6 separate regions of the Mus musculus genome follow, and regions 1, 2, 4, 5 and 6 are each linked to region 3. The links are chromatin contacts, called in public HiChIP or PLAC-seq and promoter capture Hi-C maps. All regions are on one chromosome and are shown on one strand. Each heading gives the region's core, a stretch centred on a gene start, on an enhancer-like site or on the middle of the called end of the contact. The rest is flanking DNA. Distances are from core to core; before and after follow the strand shown.

The links. Promoter capture Hi-C pulls out the DNA fragments that hold promoters and counts their contacts. HiChIP or PLAC-seq counts read pairs in DNA pulled down with a chosen protein or histone mark.
Region 1: an H3K4me3 HiChIP or PLAC-seq map of embryonic stem cells shows a contact between it and region 3, with 12 times the contacts expected there. The contact joins the promoter of Mdga1 here to the promoter of Btbd9 in region 3. A contact is called at or near these places in 18 of 39 promoter capture datasets (the 3T3-L1 cell line, the C10 cell line, the HPC-7 cell line and 11 more), 20 of 484 Hi-C or Micro-C datasets (the HL-1 cell line, the HPC-7 cell line, LSK cells and 13 more), 18 of 115 datasets of contacts at active chromatin or transcription factors (astrocytes, bone marrow-derived macrophages, craniofacial prominence and 13 more) and 1 of 9 other capture datasets (embryonic stem cells).
Region 2: a contact with region 3 is called in an H3K27ac HiChIP or PLAC-seq map of embryonic stem cells, with 4 times the contacts expected there. The contact joins the promoter of Zfand3 here to the promoter of Btbd9 in region 3. A contact is called at or near these places in 13 of 39 promoter capture datasets (the C10 cell line, the HPC-7 cell line, HPC-7-derived erythroid cells and 9 more), 11 of 484 Hi-C or Micro-C datasets (the G1E-ER4 cell line, the HPC-5 cell line, LSK cells and 7 more), 27 of 115 datasets of contacts at active chromatin or transcription factors (the NIH/3T3 cell line, the SCID.adh cell line, bone marrow-derived macrophages and 16 more) and 4 of 9 other capture datasets (adipose tissue, liver, macrophages and 1 more).
Region 4: a contact with region 3 is called in a FOXA1 HiChIP or PLAC-seq map of pancreatic cancer cells. The contact joins the enhancer-like site here to the promoter of Btbd9 in region 3. A contact is called at or near these places in 1 of 39 promoter capture datasets (stem cell-derived epiblast-like cells), 13 of 115 datasets of contacts at active chromatin or transcription factors (craniofacial prominence, embryonic basal ganglia, embryonic forebrain and 7 more) and 1 of 9 other capture datasets (adipose tissue).
Region 5: a promoter capture Hi-C map of liver shows a contact between it and region 3, with 2.6 times the contacts expected there. The contact joins the enhancer-like site here to the promoter of Btbd9 in region 3. A contact is called at or near these places in 14 of 39 promoter capture datasets (the 3T3-L1 cell line, the C10 cell line, the HPC-7 cell line and 8 more), 2 of 484 Hi-C or Micro-C datasets (the N1E-115 cell line and muscle stem cells), 15 of 115 datasets of contacts at active chromatin or transcription factors (bone marrow-derived macrophages, double positive thymocytes, embryonic basal ganglia and 8 more) and 1 of 9 other capture datasets (pancreatic islet).
Region 6: a contact with region 3 is called in a FOXA1 HiChIP or PLAC-seq map of pancreatic cancer cells. The contact joins the enhancer-like site here to the promoter of Btbd9 in region 3. A contact is called at or near these places in 4 of 39 promoter capture datasets (the HPC-7 cell line, cranial neural crest, frontonasal cranial neural crest and 1 more), 7 of 115 datasets of contacts at active chromatin or transcription factors (acute myeloid leukemia, bone marrow-derived macrophages, embryonic forebrain and 4 more) and 3 of 9 other capture datasets (adipose tissue, liver and pancreatic islet).

Annotation. Positions count from the first base shown.
Region 1 is chr17:29,887,172-29,889,871 of GRCm38.p6, reverse strand. Mdga1 (MAM domain containing glycosylphosphatidylinositol anchor 1) reads left to right here and starts at 1,294. Exons shown (of 17, transcript NM_001368423.1): 1 at 1,294-2,425. The coding sequence starts at 2,359.
Region 2 is chr17:30,003,709-30,006,408 of GRCm38.p6, reverse strand. Zfand3 (zinc finger, AN1-type domain 3) reads right to left here and starts at 1,370. Exons shown (of 6, transcript NM_001356265.1): 1 at 1,101-1,370. The coding sequence starts at 1,171.
Region 3 is chr17:30,574,876-30,577,575 of GRCm38.p6, reverse strand. It overlaps Btbd9 (BTB (POZ) domain containing 9), which reads left to right and starts at 1,289. Exons shown (of 11, transcript NM_027060.1): 1 at 1,289-1,430.
Region 4 is chr17:29,933,111-29,935,864 of GRCm38.p6, reverse strand. No RefSeq gene overlaps it. Among named protein-coding and RNA genes, the nearest start is that of Gm41559, 45 kb to the right of the region's middle. Within about 2 kb of position 1,449, at least 18 of the 459 cell types and tissues checked have an H3K27ac peak or open chromatin away from gene starts, as enhancers often do. A contact at or near this core is called in pancreatic cancer cells, where this site is marked.
Region 5 is chr17:29,984,471-29,987,170 of GRCm38.p6, reverse strand. No RefSeq gene overlaps it. Among named protein-coding and RNA genes, the nearest start is that of Zfand3, 19 kb to the left of the region's middle. Within about 2 kb of position 1,395, at least 27 of the 459 cell types and tissues checked have an H3K27ac peak or open chromatin away from gene starts, as enhancers often do. A contact at or near this core is called in liver, where this site is marked.
Region 6 is chr17:30,051,042-30,053,902 of GRCm38.p6, reverse strand. The region is part of intron 1 of Zfand3 (zinc finger, AN1-type domain 3); the gene reads right to left. Among named protein-coding and RNA genes, the nearest start is that of Zfand3, 47 kb to the right of the region's middle. Within about 2 kb of position 1,257, at least 39 of the 459 cell types and tissues checked have an H3K27ac peak or open chromatin away from gene starts, as enhancers often do. A contact at or near this core is called in the HPC-7 cell line, pancreatic cancer cells and pancreatic islet, where this site is marked.

The DNA of each region.
Region 1 (2,700 bases), core at 45-2,544, 690 kb after region 3:
CGGCGACAGGTGGAGCAGGTAAGATTAGCAGGACCGGGTTGGAGGGAGGACGCTATCGGAGGCGCCAGGGAGGTCGTGCGCCTCTCTGCCCAGCCCACGCCCCTCCCCAAGGGCGTCTGGAAGGAACTACATCTTGGTCACAGCTTCGGGGAGGGCCGGGTTAAGGTGACGGAGTCTCGAAGTGGGGGGAGACAGGCTTCCCGGCTTGGCTGCAGGAAGCGCGAGCACCCCTAGGGCACTTGGCCACGCCTGAGGTCTCACGGGTAGGCAGGATTTGAGAGAAGCGGGCTGAAGGGGACCCTGGGTGTCCCTGTGGAGCTCTGGCACTGGGGTCTTGCTGGCAAACCTGTTGGCAACCTGTGGGCCTCAGCTAGGACACTGCAAGCTGCAAGCGCGTCCTCCTCCTCAGTGCCTCTGGCAGCGTCCCCGGCGCCCGACCCGGGGAGAGGCCGAGGCAGCTTGGAAAGGGGCTGGGGCTCTGCCAGGGGCGGGTAGTGGTGGTGGAGGTGGCGGGATTCCCAAGCCGAGCCAACATCCCTGCAGAGCGACAGCAGGCAACCGCCTCTCGCGCCAGCTCTGGTCTAGGAGAAGCAGACGCCTTGGCCTTTCCCTCCGATCCTAGGCTCCAGTATCACCTTCTCCAAAGTGCAAAACATTCATTAAGTGTCCAGTGCCCTGCAGGCTTGCGTCCCAGCAACCAGCCGCCGGTGCTTGCCCGGCGAGCGTGCGGCGAGCGTTTGCACCCGGCCAGGGCTTTGCCAGCCTGGGCTGTGCAAGGGAGGGCGGAGAGCGTGTGCGAGTGCGCGGCTGCAGAGCCCGCGCCGAACCCACGTTCCCGCTACTGTCCTCGGGATAGATGGATCCATTGCTGCTTTCTGACATTTTTCTGCCAGGGGGCTGGTGGGGGAGGCGGAGATAGGGAGAGAGAGATGGGGGGGGCGGGGAAAGAGAGAGAGAGAGAGAGAGAGAGAGAGAGAGAGAGAGAGAGAGAGAGAGAGAGAGACTGCTTCCCCCAGCCCTGTTTTGTTTTCTCTAATTGGTCCTGGGGGAAGCAAGGAAATTGGACAGAGGCTGGGCCGGGCGAGCTGGGCTGCCTTTAATTGGCTCCCCTTTTTTTAACTGGAGGGGAATCAAACAGGAGAGCGAGCGAGCGACAAAGGGTGGGAGAGCGAGAGACCGATCGCGGAGATGGGAGGAGGGAAGAAGGGAGGAGGGAGAGCGGGAGGCGGGGTGGTGGTGATGGGGAGGTGGAGGAAGCGCGGAATGAAAAGCTCGGAGGGACCAGAAAGCAGCACAGCGAAGCCCAAGTTAGGGAGCGAGCGGAGCGCTCCCGCGGCCCCGGAGCCGGAGTGGCCGCGGTGCCCCGGAGCCCGCCCGGCCCCGCCCGCTGGGGCCCTCTCGGGCCCAGGCCGCCGGGAGGGGGGCGGGGACGCCCAACTTGGGGCGCGGCGCAGCCCCGCTCTCCCGAGATCGCGGAGCCCGGGAATGCCACGGCGGCGGCCAGACGGCGGGAGAGGAGCGGGGAGAGAGGAGGCGGCCAGCAGCTCCTGAGCCCGGGCCTCCGCAAGAGCGCGAATTATTTTCAAAGGACTCAAACTTTCCTCTTTCCCTTGCTGGCTGCGGTCCCTCTTGCTTTGGAACCGTTCTCTGGATTCCCGCGGGGGCGCCGGGACGCGATCGCCTCCCCCGGATTCCTCGGCGGCGGCTCGGCTAACTTCGCGGACTCGGGGACCCGGAGCGCTCGCCCCGCTGCCGAACCTAGTCCTCGCTGCTCCAGCGCTCCAGAGGACCGGGACCCGGCGCCCTCGCCTCCGGGAAGGGCGCCCAGCCCGGCTCCCTTGGGTCGGGCTGCGGAGCCCTCCACACCTACTGCAGGACTGGAGCCAGCGGATTAACCAAAGCAGAGTCCGGGCCTCCTGGCCTGGCTCCGCGGAGGGGCGTCCCCTGGGCGGGGAAAAGACAAGTTTGTCAGGCATCGGTGGCCTGTTGGATCGGAGCGCGGCCGCCGCAGCAGAGAGGTCCCCCCGCGTTCAGCACCCTCGGTGGACAGCCCTGGGGACCTAGGACTGCTCGGTGGCCGAGCTTTCTGGGCCAGGGAGCTGGCTGCTGCGCCCGGTGCGCAGAGGCTTCAAGGTCTGGGGCAGCGCCCCCTGCGTCTCCACCCGGGCAGCCGCCCTGTGGGAAGAGGACAGAGCCGAGTCGCGGCTTGCTCAGACTCCTAGTCTCGGTCGCCGCCCTCTCCGTCGCGACTCAGGGAAAAGGAGGGAACGCAGAGGGCAAAGCGGTGCCCCGGCGGATGCGCCCCCCGCCGCCTCTCAGGCTGCGCCGCCTCGCGGGGATGAAGCACTGGCCGTGAAGATGGAGGTGACCTGTCTTCTACTTCTGGCGCTTATCCCCTTCCACTGTCGGGGACAAGGAGTCTATGGTAAGAGCCAGCGTCCCGCTCTACCCTGGCGGAGCCGCCCGGAAACTTTACAAGATCTTGCTCAAAGTGCGCGCTGCCGGGGCTTGGTGGATGCACTGATGGCCGCGTCTCCGCCCTCGCCTGGGCGCCGGGAGACCGAGCAGGCTGCTCCCGAGCCCAAGAAGCGGTCCTAGGCTATTGGTGTGAGGCTGGGGATGCCGGGGTAAGGTCTCGGCTTTCCGAAATCTTTCCAGGGGTTAGAGAGATCCGGAAGTCTTGGGAGAATAATACAGTGA
Region 2 (2,700 bases), core at 121-2,620, 570 kb after region 3:
CCATTGCTTGTTAGGTGACAATCTAGAAAACCCAAAGTGTTCCAAGGACCAACTATAACTGCTGGTAGGAGTGGGGGGGTCCCATCTATCTATCTAATCTATTTGTAACTTCCCCCAACTCACCCTAATGAGGCATGGAATTCTATACTCTGTGTAGTGAACATTTAAAAAGAAAATTTTTAATAGGGAAAGAGAATTTGAGAGCCAAGGAAGGAAGGCAACTCTCACATTCCACAAGCTAGGCTGGCTGGAGGTTCTGTTGAGAAGTTTCTGTTTTCGGTTCGGTTTAGTTGGGTAGGGGTGTTTATCTGTTTGGGGGATTCCTTGTTGTTGTTTGTTGTTGCTGGTGGTTATGATGATGGTGGTGATGATGGTGATAGTGGTGGTGGTGGTGGTAGTGGTGGTGGTGGTGGTGGAGGAGGGGTTTTTTTGGACAGAGTAATTTTACAGACTCCCTGAAACATGTTTTAGATTAAAAAGTAAGACCCTCAACAATGCCTTTTAACTTTACACCCCAAGCCCAAATTCTGGACCCTGGATCTGTTCAAACGTATGACGTGTGAACAGCTTCCTAAAAGCAAATGGGGACTGAGATATAATTTAGGAAGTGATGATGCAAATCTCCCGGGGAGCAGCAGGGAGGAGGGGAGGTGAAAAAGTCAGAGGAAATACCCTCCTGATGGCTGGGCACCAACTCATACCAAGATGAGGGGGAGGCGGACTGGCCTCCACAGGCCAAGGGAAAAGGAAAAGGGGCAACCCTGCCCCGTCAGAAGTGCCAGCGCCGCCACCTCGTCCCTCCGGCTCACCCGTGGCCCCTCACCCCAAGCCGGCCTCGGGCCAGCGAGTCCCACAGAGGGTAGCGCGGCCCGAGCGGTCCTGGTCCTCCTGCTCCTCTTATTCCTATTCCTCCTCTTCTTCCTCCTCCCCCCCCCCCCACCAGCGTCCCCTTCCCGCAGCCCTCCTCAGGCCGAGGCCGCGGTCCCCGCCCGCTCCCCCGAGGCCCGGCTTCCGCGGCCCAGCTTCCCGGGGCTCTGGCCTCCCTCGGGTCCCCACCGCCACCCCGAGGCCCGAGCCCGCGCCCCTGCCCCCACACTTACCCCCAGAAGCCGCAGGGACAGCGAGGCGGCAGGCTGGGCGCTTTGCTGCGCTCGCTCCCGGCGTCTCCCATGGTGCTCGGCGGCGGCGGCGGCGGAGCTCGGAGGCGACGGCGGCTGGGCCTGAGCCCCCCTCGGAGGAAGCGGAGGCGGCGGCGGCAGCGGCGGGGGGCGCGGGGCGGGGGGAGGGGGAGGGAGCGGGCGCGCAGGCGGGCGCGAGTCCGGAGCTCCGAGCCGGGATTCCAGGCGGGTCAGCTGGAGGCGGGCCGCACCACTCGGCCTGCGGAGGGGGGGGGCGCGGCGAGGAGAGGGAGGGGAGCTGCGGAGGAGGGGCTGGGCCGTGCGAGCCGGGGAGATCTGGCGGCCTTGGCGGCTCTCTCCGCCGCCCCCCAGCCACGGCGCTGTCCCGTGCGGCGGCGCTGGCGGGTCCGGGGCTGGGTGGGGAGGAACCCGTAGCCCCCGCCGGCAGTGGAGTCGCAGCGGCCGGCTGTGACGCCCCGGGCCCCCGCTCGCTCCGTAATCCCCTCCCCCGCCCCGTAGACTGCGCTGACCGGACAATGGCCGCTCCGCCCCCTCCCCGAGGCGGACACCCCTCCCGAGGCGGCGCGATGGTCTCGCCCGGGGGAGCCACCGCCGCCGCCGGAGCCCGACGGATCAGCTGGGATCCGGGCGTGCCACTTTGTTCAGAGCCTCGGAGGCTGGGCGGTGCGTGCTCCTCCCGAGTTCCTCGTGCGAGCCGCCTCTCAGCCCTCCATCTTCCCAGGACTTTTACGAGAGCTAGCCTGCGCTCCTGGCTGAGGAAGGAGAGCGGGTTTCAGAGTCCTGTGGGGGAGCTTTGCCTCCACCCCCCAGCTGAGACAAATGGTACGCCCCAAGCGGGCCGGGGGCCCAATTAGTTGTTTGGGGTGACTTGGGTCGGTCCCAGAGCGGCGGCGCATGCGCCTGGAGACCTGGTAGTCTGTCCAGAGCTGGGTGGAGCGTTTCCAAACCCGGAAGTTGCCTAGGTGTCCTGCGTTCACCGCTGGCCGTCTGGGTCTTCAAGGCCACTGTTCTCGCGCCCCTGATGAGTGCCGCGAAGCGTTCCTCCCCAAACTGCCAGCCGCCGGAGAATCTCGCTTCCCATTTCCCCTACTCCCAACCCACTCAGACAGTTCCCCCGGAAAAGTGGCCTCCGTCCTGCCATAAATGAATTTCAGGAACATCTCTAGATAGCAAGTCGTGGGGCAGAAGGAACTTGCCCAAGTGTTTCACCCCTCTGATGTCCTCAGTTGGAGTACCCCAGGTCCACTCCCACTATCTTGATTTGGAAAACCTCCCTGGGGTAAATATGGTTGGTTTGGGGGAGAAGATTTAACTTGATCCCTACTGGACATTAATAAGTGGCCAAACTTGAGCCGTTGAAAGAATTCTTTAATATTCCTTACCACAGTCCTAAATTCTTTCTGTTCTCCAGTCAGCGGTGACCAGAATAGTCCACTAGCGATCACTAATTTGAACACAAAAGAAACGTCCACCAGAACTCTTGGAGAAGTGACCTGACCTTAAGGGGTTTGGAGCCAACTTAAAAGTCCAGAACTTACGGGAAGGCTACCATGTACCCTCT
Region 3 (2,700 bases), core at 40-2,539:
CTCAAACTCAGAAATCCACCTGCCTCTGCCTCCAGAGTGCTGGGATTAAAGGCATGCGCCACCACCGCCCGGCTCCCTTTGTTTTTTTAAATGTACCAATCCCGAAGTCAATTCTCCAAGGACAAATAAATTGGGGACACGTGTATCGGAAAGTAGATGTATTAAATTGATGGATATCGTTCCACATGGAAGATGAGAGCGGAGAATGTTTCCCCAACCAACGTATCCACATTCCATCGTTCTACCATGTCATCCGTAAGGAATGTCACTACCATTTAGTAACTGACACACAAAGGCAGCTTTCTTTCCGTCTTGCTAAATGTTACTCCCACCTGTCTCAGCAACCACGCTAGAAACCTGGCCTACCTATTCATTCCCCCGCTCAGAGCTGGCCTCCGCGTTTCCATCCCCACCGCCAGAGTCTAGGTTGTGGCTCTGATCCTTCACTGGCCCAGCCCTAACCCTTGCTGTGTCTGTTCATTTTCACTGCCCATTTAAGTCGTCTTTGCTTGGAATTAAGTCTTCCATCTTCAAACCCACACACCCAGGTAAGTAACTTTCAAGAGTGACGACTCTCCAGTTTCGGCCAGGAAAGACCTACAACCCAATTTCTACGGCTTCAAAGTTCACAGTGCCTGCTTCTTATGTGAAAGATGGAGTCTAATGGGCTTTATACGTTACACTTGGTAGTCCTGGAGTGTCGAGGACTTATGTCCGGGCTTTCTGTCAGGGTCTTGAAATAAGGAGTTCGAATGAGATCAGTTCGCCCGCAGCCTCGCATGCATTATTTCGTCCTAAGTTGACACCTTTCTAGCGCAGGCAAGTCGGGTATCCGTCTTCCCACTGACAGAAGGAGGAAACTGAGTCGTGGTATTTCAGGCCTGGCCTCGTAGCACCTTCATGCTGGTAATGCCTCTCTTGGCCCATTCTCCTCGTCCAACTTCTCGCACGTAGCTGACTGTCCATCAGGCAAGCGACTAAGTGCAGAAAGACGAGGCTTTCTCCAACCGGCGCTCCGGCTCGTCCCCTTACGCAGTGACGCGACCGATGACGCTATTCAGTGACGTGTGATGACGTGCCTCACCCTGAGCCAGGTGTCGGCAGGGCGGCCACACCCTCAGGGCCCAGTACTGGAGGGGCAGTGGCTCCGACCTGGGGAAACACGCCGCAAGACCCCCGCCTGAGGCGACCTGGGGCCCTGGCGTCCTGGGTTCTACTGGCCCACGGTTGAGCCGTTGCTAAGTGACGCCAGCGCGCAGAGCGCGTGCGCGGCCACGGCGGTGTGCGTGAAAGCGGGCGCGCGCCGCGACGGCGGCGGCGAGGAAGGCGGCGACGGCGGCGGTCGAGGGGGCGGTGGCCACGAGGCGGGGTCGCTGCTGGCGGAAGAGACGTGTGTGGCGGCTTCTAGGTCGCTGAGGGACATCGTCGGGGTGAGTCGCCCGGACCGCTCGTGAGAGTTGGGGCCTGGCCGCACCTGCTGCGCGGGCCCGGGGCGCGGGGACGCGCTCCCCCTCCCCGCCGGACCCGCGCGCGCCGCTCCACGCCCCTCGGCCGCTGGTTCCGGGGGCGGGGACGGGGGCTGAGGAGGGTCAGTTCCCGGGCCTGGCGCTCTGGGGTGGGGGTGGGGGGGGGTGAGAGGGGGGCGCTGGAGAGAGGGGTGCCGAGGGACAAGTGACTGGACTCCAGTGCGACGCTGCCGGTTTCCTTTTAGGAATTTGAAGCGGGAGAAGCCCGCGTTCCTCAGCAGCCGCGCGTCCACACTGAGACGCCGACTGTGCAAACCTGACAAACGCGGAAATGGGGACCCTCGGGGTTCGCAAAGTTTTGGGGTAAACCGCGAAGAGATCCGTCAGCTCTACCCTGGCGGGTCTGGGAGTAGGAGCGGGTTGTTAGAGAGATCGTTAGAATCTGTGCCTGCGTGAGCGTCGGGCACACCCACGACCCGGGGAAGGCGACTTGTCAGTGAAGATGCTGGTTGACTAACCTGTTGCCTGGACCTTCCAGCCTCACGTGCATGCCCACGTGCTTCTCTGAACATTATTATTATTATTATTATTATATCCTGTGTTGATCCACATTTTTGAAGCCAAGGGACCATATCCATCCAGTATTGTTACTTCCTCATAGACTCAAATCTGCCCTTGTATCTATTTCCCAGAACCGTGCTGTGCTTTGGCCATTTCAAGGGTCTTGCAGGTAGAGCAGCCCTGCCTTTTGTGTGTGTTCTTCCCAGAAGCAGTGCGGGCTGTTATTTATCTGGTGGAAATGTAGATTGTGTTTCACGCGTGGGCTGGCATGGTGAGACTGGAGTTAAATGATGCAACTGGCCATCAGCCAGTATACAGGATTCTGTTGGGTCCGTTGTATGTGGTGGTTTTTTAAGGAGGAATAATGGAGACAAATGGAAGAAATAATCTTTCCCGTTATGAGTTAAAGGCAGTGCCAAGTGAGAGTGACAAGATAGGGAGCACTGACATTTGATCATGCCTAAAAACTGAGGGACATAACTTTAGAGTTTCCACCCAGAGTCTAAAATCAGGAGATTCAGTTTTATAACGGAGTCTCTGTAAGGTATGGTCTCTGAAGTTCTCACGTCTTGGAATCAGTAAAGCTTGCTTTGAAAAACCACTCAGGAGCCACTGTTCTATTACGAGCTTTTGTGAGTGAGTTACTTATTTCCCCTTTTGCTTGTGCCTCCTA
Region 4 (2,754 bases), core at 200-2,699, 640 kb after region 3:
AGATTCATTTATTTATTATATGTAAGTACACTGTAGCTGTCTTCAGACAATCCAGAAGAGGGAGTCAGATCTCGTTTCCGATGGTTGTGAGCCACCATGTGGTTGCTGGGACTTGAACTCCGAACCTTCAGAAGAGCAGTCGGGTGCTCTTACCCACTGAGCCATCTCACCAGCCCACTCTTTGAACATTTCATGTAATATATTTTGACAACTCATCCCCATTTTTCTCCCTGACTCCTTCCAGATTCATCCCCACCGCCTTTCCCTCCCCCAAACTTTATGTCATTTATTTATTTATTTATTTATTTATTTATTTAATCTAAGCACACTGTAGCTGTCTTCAGACACCCCAGAAGAGGGCATGAGATCTCATTACAGATGGTTGTGAGCCACCATGTGGTTGCTGGGATTTGAACTCAGGAAATCTGGAAGAGCAGCTATCAGTGCTGAGCCATCTCTCCAGTCCTATTTCCTCTTTTTAAAATGACACATTGCCGGGCATGGTGGTGCACGCCTTTAATCCCAGCACTCGGGAGGCAGAGACAGGTGGATTTCTGAATTTGAGGCCAGGCTGGTCTACAGAGTGAGTTCCAGGACAGCCAGAGCTATACAGAGAAACCCTGTCTCAAAAAAACAAAACAAACAAACAAACAAACAAACAAAAAAATATATATATATAATAAAATGACACATTAACCCCAACTTGTACTGCCTACATAACATACTCCTGGATATGGGGACATCTGGAGGGAACATAGCTTACCAGGAGTCACACCCCTAAAGAAAAATGACTCTGTGGCCTTCACCCCTGTAGTAGCCATCGACTCTCCACAGCTCCTCGCTTAAGGGTGAGAGCCTGAGAATCCCTTCCCACGCCATGGTAGAATGTTGACAGGCTTGATTTTTATATAGTTCTTGTGCAGGTAACGGCAGGAGCTTCGAGTTCTTTGCATGTAGTGGTCCTGCCATGCTCAGCAGACACTGTTTAGCTCTGGTTCTCCCTGATGTCTGGCTCTTACAACCTCCCCACCTCTTCCTCTGAGATGATCCTTCAGCCTTTGGGATGGGGGTGTGACACAGGTGTCCCTTTGCACCTGAGCACTCAATTATTGTTTATTTTCTGCACTTAGAACACTTACTTCTTTCTATATAGAGTCCAGGGTCTCAGCCTAGGGAATGGTGCCACCCACAGTGGGCAGATCTTCCCACATTGGTTAACTTGGACAAGATAGCCCCTCCCTCACAGCTACGGCCAGAAGCCCATCTCCTAGGTGATTCTTGATGCCACCAAATTGACAATAAAGGGGAGGGCTTATGACTAATGTTCTCCATAACTGTTACTACCTTTCCCCATGTGGCTTTTCCACAGGGACACAGAGGGCATGGGGTCTGGGATCAGATGACACCGGTGTGACAAGCTGGGAAATTTCCTCTGCTCCTCTGAGCCTTGTTCTCTTATACTTGCCCGCTCTATAGAGTTGCCACAGCCCTGAAACATACCCAGCCACATGAAGCCCTTGATCTGTGTGACTAAATGACTAATGCAGGTGCCTGATCGACCCGTGACTCACTTCCTCTCGCCAGTTTCCTTGTCTTTTTAAAAGGAAGATGTATTTATCTTATTTTACACGTGTATGTGTTTTGTTTGCGTGTTGTGTATGTGCACTGTGTCGGAAGGGATGTCAGAAGACGGCGTGAGAAGGACTTCTGGTACCGGAGCTACAGATGATTGTGAGTTGCCATGTGGTAGCATTTGGAACTGAACCTGGGTCCTCTGCAAGAGTAGCCACTGGTTTTAACCATTGAGCCATCTCCCCAGTCCTCCAGCCTCACTTGCTTCAACTTCAGAGATCCCTCCCCTCCCCGTACACACACACACAGGTCCGGATCAGCCATAGGGATTTCCCCTCCATCCACAGACTCCATAAGTGTCTTTGCCTCTCTCCTTCTGCAGAAGGAATGTTCACTTCTGGGTGTCCAATTGTTGGCAGGGAATTCTCCTCCATCTACACTGCCTTCCCCTGTTTCCCAGAGCCTGCTGGGACCATCACACTGCGGTCTCCTCTTGCCATACCCCAGTGGCCCCACAGCCTCCTGTAGCCTCTCTGCATCTCCTTGTCTGTCTTGCTGCCCTTCATCCTTGTTCAGCGTCTCTCATTTCTCCTCCTCTCTCCCCCTTTGTTCTCTCTGTCCCCCTTAATTAGCGATACTGTGGGACTGAGGTGTTTTTATTATGTTTTATTTATTGAATGGCTTTCCTGTTTCCTGTTCTTAATTTAAAAGGCAGATCGATGAAATGCTTTATATTCCCTGCAAAACAAAGCTAAGCCAAGTTGTTTTTTCCTCCCACTGCTCTTCCTCACCTCTCTCTTTCTCCCCGGGAAGAAAAGATCTACATCCTTGTAATTGACAAGAACATTTAATTTGTTCGCTTCATTCATCCCATTAATTATTCAGTAAGTAGTGATTGTGTGCCAGGCACTGTGCTGGACTCGGGGATCCCAGAGATAATTCAAAGCAATCTCCCTGTCCTCCAGAGGCTCCTATCTAGCAGGGAAAGCTGGACACCAATATGTGAGAGACAAAGCTCACGGTGCTGGTGCCAAGTCAATGTCGGTAGTGTCGCCTGCAGCCCAGGGAGGGAGAGGGAAGGCTACTGGGTGGAGAGCAAGTCGAGCTGAGAATCAAAGATGAACTGATGTCTTGATGCAATGCAGTCTCACACAGAGACAGACCAAACCCTAAGATAAGAAG
Region 5 (2,700 bases), core at 146-2,645, 590 kb after region 3:
GATCCACCTGCCTCTGCCTCACTCCCGAGTGCTGGGATTATTTTGCATGAGTGGATCTTGAATGAGTGTCTACTTGGAGCTGACGCTGTCTGCCACATTGTCAAACGGATGGACATGCCCTGTAGCCATCAGTTGTGGGGGCTGGGAGCTTATATCACTACCGGTCTCCCTCTGTGTCAGACTTACTCTATATGGGTGGCCTCTCTACTCTCCACGGATACCCCATGTCCCTGGAGGCAGGGCCCACTCGGAAGAACTGGGTTACATAATTGATGGTCATGGCACAAGGCTTTGGGCCTCGGTCTTTGCTTCCTGGTCCACAGAGACGTACACAAGCTCAAGTTCTCTCTGCCACAAGTGCTGGAGGCTCACACACCAGACTCTCCCCACCCCGACAGACTGTGCCCTCTAAACCCAGAGCGAAAAATTAGCTCTTCCTCTCTTAAAGTGCTTCCTTTTTTTTGTTGTTGTTGTTTGTTTTTTGTTTTGTTTTGTTTTCGAGGCAGGGTTTCTCTGTGTAGCCCTGGCTGTCCTGGAACTCACTCTGTTAGACCAGACTGGCCTTGAACTCAGAAATGCACTTGCCTCTGCCTCCCAAGTGCTAGGATTAAAGGCATATGCCACCACTGCCAGGCTAAATTGCTTCTTTTAGTTTCTTAAGACTTATTTTTATTTTTCTGCCTCTCTCCACGTGTACCATGTGTATAGGTGTCCATAGAGGCCAGAAGAAGGACTCAGATCCCTGGTGCTGGAGTTACAGGTAGTCTGTGAGCCACCCTCATCCCCTCCCCTCCCTACCCCCCCCCCCATGTCAGTGCTGGGATTTGAACTCAGGACACACACACATACACACACACACACACACACACACACACACATGGCAGGGGAGGGAGGAGACACAGACACAGACACACAGACACAGACACAGACACAGACACAGACACAGACACAGACACAGACACAGACACAGACACAGACACAGACACAGACACAGACACAGACACAGAGAGATCTCCTAACCCTGTTCTGATGGGATTACATCAAGTCTCAATAGACTGTGATTCTCTCTGCCCACAGGACACTGCCCTCTGACTCTGTCTTTCCAAAACTAAGGTCCAGAGACAGAAGGAAGAAAGAAAAGAAGGGAATAAGGAAAAAAGGAAGTAAGGAAGGGAGGGAGGGAGAGAGGGAGGGAGGGAGGGAGGGAGGGAGGGAGGGAGGGAGGAAGGGAGGGATGAAGGCAGTCCTCAGGATTTCTTCCCAGACAGAGCTGCCTCAGTTAGAGGCCTCAATAGATTATGATTCCCCAGATAGGAAGACAATTCAGTCAGTCCAAGGAGAGAGTCCATTAACAAAGACATTCCGGAGCAGAGGCAATTTTCCAATAGAAACATCCTCCACTCCTGGAATTTGCCCTGATGAGAGGACAGGGCCAAGGCCCCACCCCCATGCCCTCTCACCTCTCCCTTCAGCCATCTCCGTTTACAGAAGGAACTGTGGGAAAATAATCCTGTGATTTTTAACTCTATTTATAAATCTCTTCAAGCTTTCATGTGGCTCAGAAGAAAGCCTGGCCAGAACATTCCAGATCACAGAGGAAATCAAAGGACATGCTTATATTCACGGGACAAAGCCTGAGGACAGAAGTCTCCCGGGACCCTGGGGTGAGGTCGTGGATTCGAAATCACACACACAAAAAATTAAATTAAATTAAAGTCACACCTTACCTCCTGTCCTGGAAGTCCCACCAATCTGATTGGTGTGCATGCCTAAGTCTGTCCCTGGCAGGATTTCTGACTTTTGGGGCCAGTTGAAAAAACATGATCTTAAAGTACATTTGCAACCTGAAGAATGCCCATTGGCAGCGTCCTGCCATCTGCCAATGTCTGGGGCATCGTCATCCGTGGGCTGTGGAAGTGATACCTGGCTGCTGGGTTCTCTAGCTTAGTAGATGTGATCTGACTGCTCTAATGCTCTGAGACCCTGGACTCAGTCCTCCCCTGCCCACACCGCCCCGGCGAATTCTGCTATACTAGAGCATCTTTGGGCAGAAACTGACAGGCACAGATGGGTGAGGGCTGCCTGCACTTACTCACGGTTCTTCACTTCATCTGTCAGTGATGTTTCCCAGCACAGCCTGCCCCAACCAGGTATTGGAGGGTGGTAGTATTCTGTCTAAACTCCACCCCACAGTTACCTGGCAACAGCCAGGTAGGCTTGACCCACTATAAGAGAGGCTGCTTGACCTCTCCTCCCTCTTTTTGCGTCTCTCTTGTTCTCTTGCTCTCCTGCTCTCTTGGTCTTCCTCTTTCTTTCCCCCTCTCCATGCTCATAGCCGACCTCTACTTCTCTACTCTCTCCCTCTCTTCCTTTCTCTGCCTCTACTACTCTCTTAACTCCCCTCCCCGTGCCCTGAATATCTATTCTATACCACAGCATCGAGTGGCTGGTTCCTCAGGAAGGGATGCCTTGGCATGAGCCCACTGAGACACTCCCTTCCCCCACACCTCACCACACTTCCATAGAACATAACACATACAAACCACTTTTTAAAAAAGATTTATTTTTATTTATATGAGTACACTGTAGCTGTCTTCAGACACACCAGAAGAGGGAATCAGATCTCATTACAGATGGTTATGAGTCTCCATGTGGTTGCTGGGAATTGAGCTCAGGACCTTTGGAAGAGCAGTCAGTGCT
Region 6 (2,861 bases), core at 8-2,507, 520 kb after region 3:
AAGACTAAATTAAAAAAAAAAAATTAAGCTTGTTACTAACCTGCCTGCCACCTAGAACAGCAGTTACTGTCAGACTAAATTCCTACTACAACAGACAGGAAGCAGGGAACAAACAACTACTAACTCACCAGTCCAGCTCACTCAGGCAAACAAGAAAAAAACCAGTTAAAATACACAGCCTGCTAGCTAGGAGTGACAGAGGAGGCTCTCGACAGTTGGCCAGCGCTGGAACTGCTGCGCACCACGCTAAGTCATGCAGACCACGGTTGCTAAGTTTTTTTTTTAAAGGAACATCGCAAAGGAAATGACATTTTTTAACGCGGGGGATTAGTTCTAAAATGCAGCAATGCTAATCCTGCTCAGTTGAAAAACTAATTCAAATTAAGCATAGTAGAATGACTACGGGATAAATCATTAAAATTCTAGAAAGATAGCTGGGCGGTGGTGTCGAACGCCTTTAATCCCAGTACTTAAGAGGCAGAGGCAGGCGGATTTCTGAGTTCGAGACTAGCCTGGTCTACAAAGTGAGTTCCAGGACAACCAGGGCTACACAGAGAAACCCTGTCTTGAAAAACAAACAAAAAATTCTAGAAAGATTATGCACAGCAAAGTAAACGATCAAGAGTGACAGACAAAGAAATGGGTAGAAACATTTTCTAGTCCCATCTACTATGAAGCTGACATCCTAAACATTTAAAGAGCATAAACAGCAAAAGAAACATGACAGAAAACTGGAGAAAGGACTGGAAGAAATTTCTCAATATGGCCAGCCATCAGACAGCAAGGCATGGAGGCACACACCTCTAACCCCAGCACTTGGAAAGCAGGCCCAGAAGGCTCTCTAGCTTAGAGGCCAGCCGGGTCTATATAGCCTTGTCCCCAAAAAATAAAAATTTTAAAATGGCCAGCAGGTACATTTAAAGAAAAATTAAGTAGCAAGCTAACAGAAATCCATTTCCTCACACCTCATGATGGGAATGCCAATTAGTGTAGCCAACGGTAGAAACAACGGACACGTGTGAAGGAATACAACTGTTAATAATCTTGCTGTGGCCACACTACAATGTATTATCAAAACATCAAGTCATAAATTTGTCAAATTAATCCACTTTTAATCACTTAAAATTTTATTTTTAAAATCAAGAAAGACTATCTTCAGAATGCTTCACAAATTCTCTTTGGTCTCCTCTCCTAACAGGAGACAAAACTGAACGTAATCCACAAGCACGGGTGTGTGTCAACAGCGTGACTAAATGAGATGACTATTTTAAGCTAGAGTGTGTTTAAGGCATCCACAGTTACTGACTCTTATACTATAATCCTCATCTAAAGGGGCGAGGGTGCTCAAGGCTCTCAGAGGGTGAGTCATTTGTGGAGGTTTAACTGCAAGTAAAAGGGACAGTTAAGGTTTTGCTATGGGTTGAAGCCCAACCACAACAACCATGTTCCTTCTATGCTAACTACACAATAAGTGATGAGGTATGTACATGTCCTATGTAAAACTAAGTATGTGGCTCTAAAGTCGGGTGACAGACAGGTCCAAGAAAGGTCTGAAGCTTCACTGAAAGACACAAAGATCACATACATTCACATTTACCCTAAGGCAGCCAAGTGTACTTAGGATTCCATGTGTTAACACATTTTTTTCAATTACCTATCAGTCTTATCATGAATTCGAACAAGAGACTTCTGTCATGCCTTTCCCATACTGGCGCACACCAATCCACTATAAACCACAAGGGCAAAGTGAATAATTCCATGTTAATTACAAACATTATTGACATAACACATTCTCACTTTCTAGGCTTAGGTGTAACATTCCAAGATTCTATGCATAATTAATCAGCACTCGCTGTGCAGTTTCAGAGATGCAGAGAAAAAGGGCAACTTTATCACAGCATTCAAAAACAAACCACAAACCAAAAAGGGGAAGCCAATTTGGTTTGTCATTAATTGGTCATTAAATAAGAGATTATTTACTATCAAGAAATTTGGATTTTTTTTTCCCATTTTGCTGGATGTGATACTGTACTCAAAAGCAACCTATGAAACAAATCCCCTTCTACACTTACGTGGTGGCCACAGTAACTCCTCCCTGAACACAAGTGACAGAGAGCAAGTGTATGAGCTATCTGAGCAGGAGTCAGCACTGTGGCTGACATTCTTGCTTTCAGAACTATATCCCTGCCAGGTCTGTGTTCTCTCACAGTGACCTCAGCATTCCAGAGAGGAGACAAAGGGGAGAGGCCACTTGTCCAACCATCTTCCCTTTCTCCTACCCTCTTTTTCTCTATGACCTGAAGAGGCTTCTAATGGTGCAGAGAACTCCTTCTCTAATTTTTATTCCCGAGTCCCTAACAACTGGCCACATTCCCCACACCACCTATCTTCCTCTGAAACATAGCCTTTGTCAACTGACTTCTATTCCAAATATCTGCATATTTCTAAATTTCTGCGTGAGCTCTCAACTGCTTTATAAACGTCCAGCAGTTTATTTCCCAATATTTCCCTAACTGTCATGGCTCTGGCCCTAAGTTTCAAATTAGCTTCATACACAACTGCACTCATGGAGCATATTTATCAAGAAATCTAAGGGAGGGGGCTGAAAAGATGGCTCTGCGGGTAAGAGCACTGACTGTTCTTTCGAAGGTCCAGAGTTCAAATCCCAGCAACCACATGGTGGCTCACAACCATCTGTAATGAGATCTGACACCCTCTACTGGTGTCTGAAGACAGCTACAGTGTACTTACATATAAATAATAAATAAATCTTAAAAAAAAAAAAAAGAAAGAAATCTAAGGGAAAGAATTCAGTATCCTTTCAAGTATGCAGTTTAGGAAAGAAACTTGAGTTTACATTT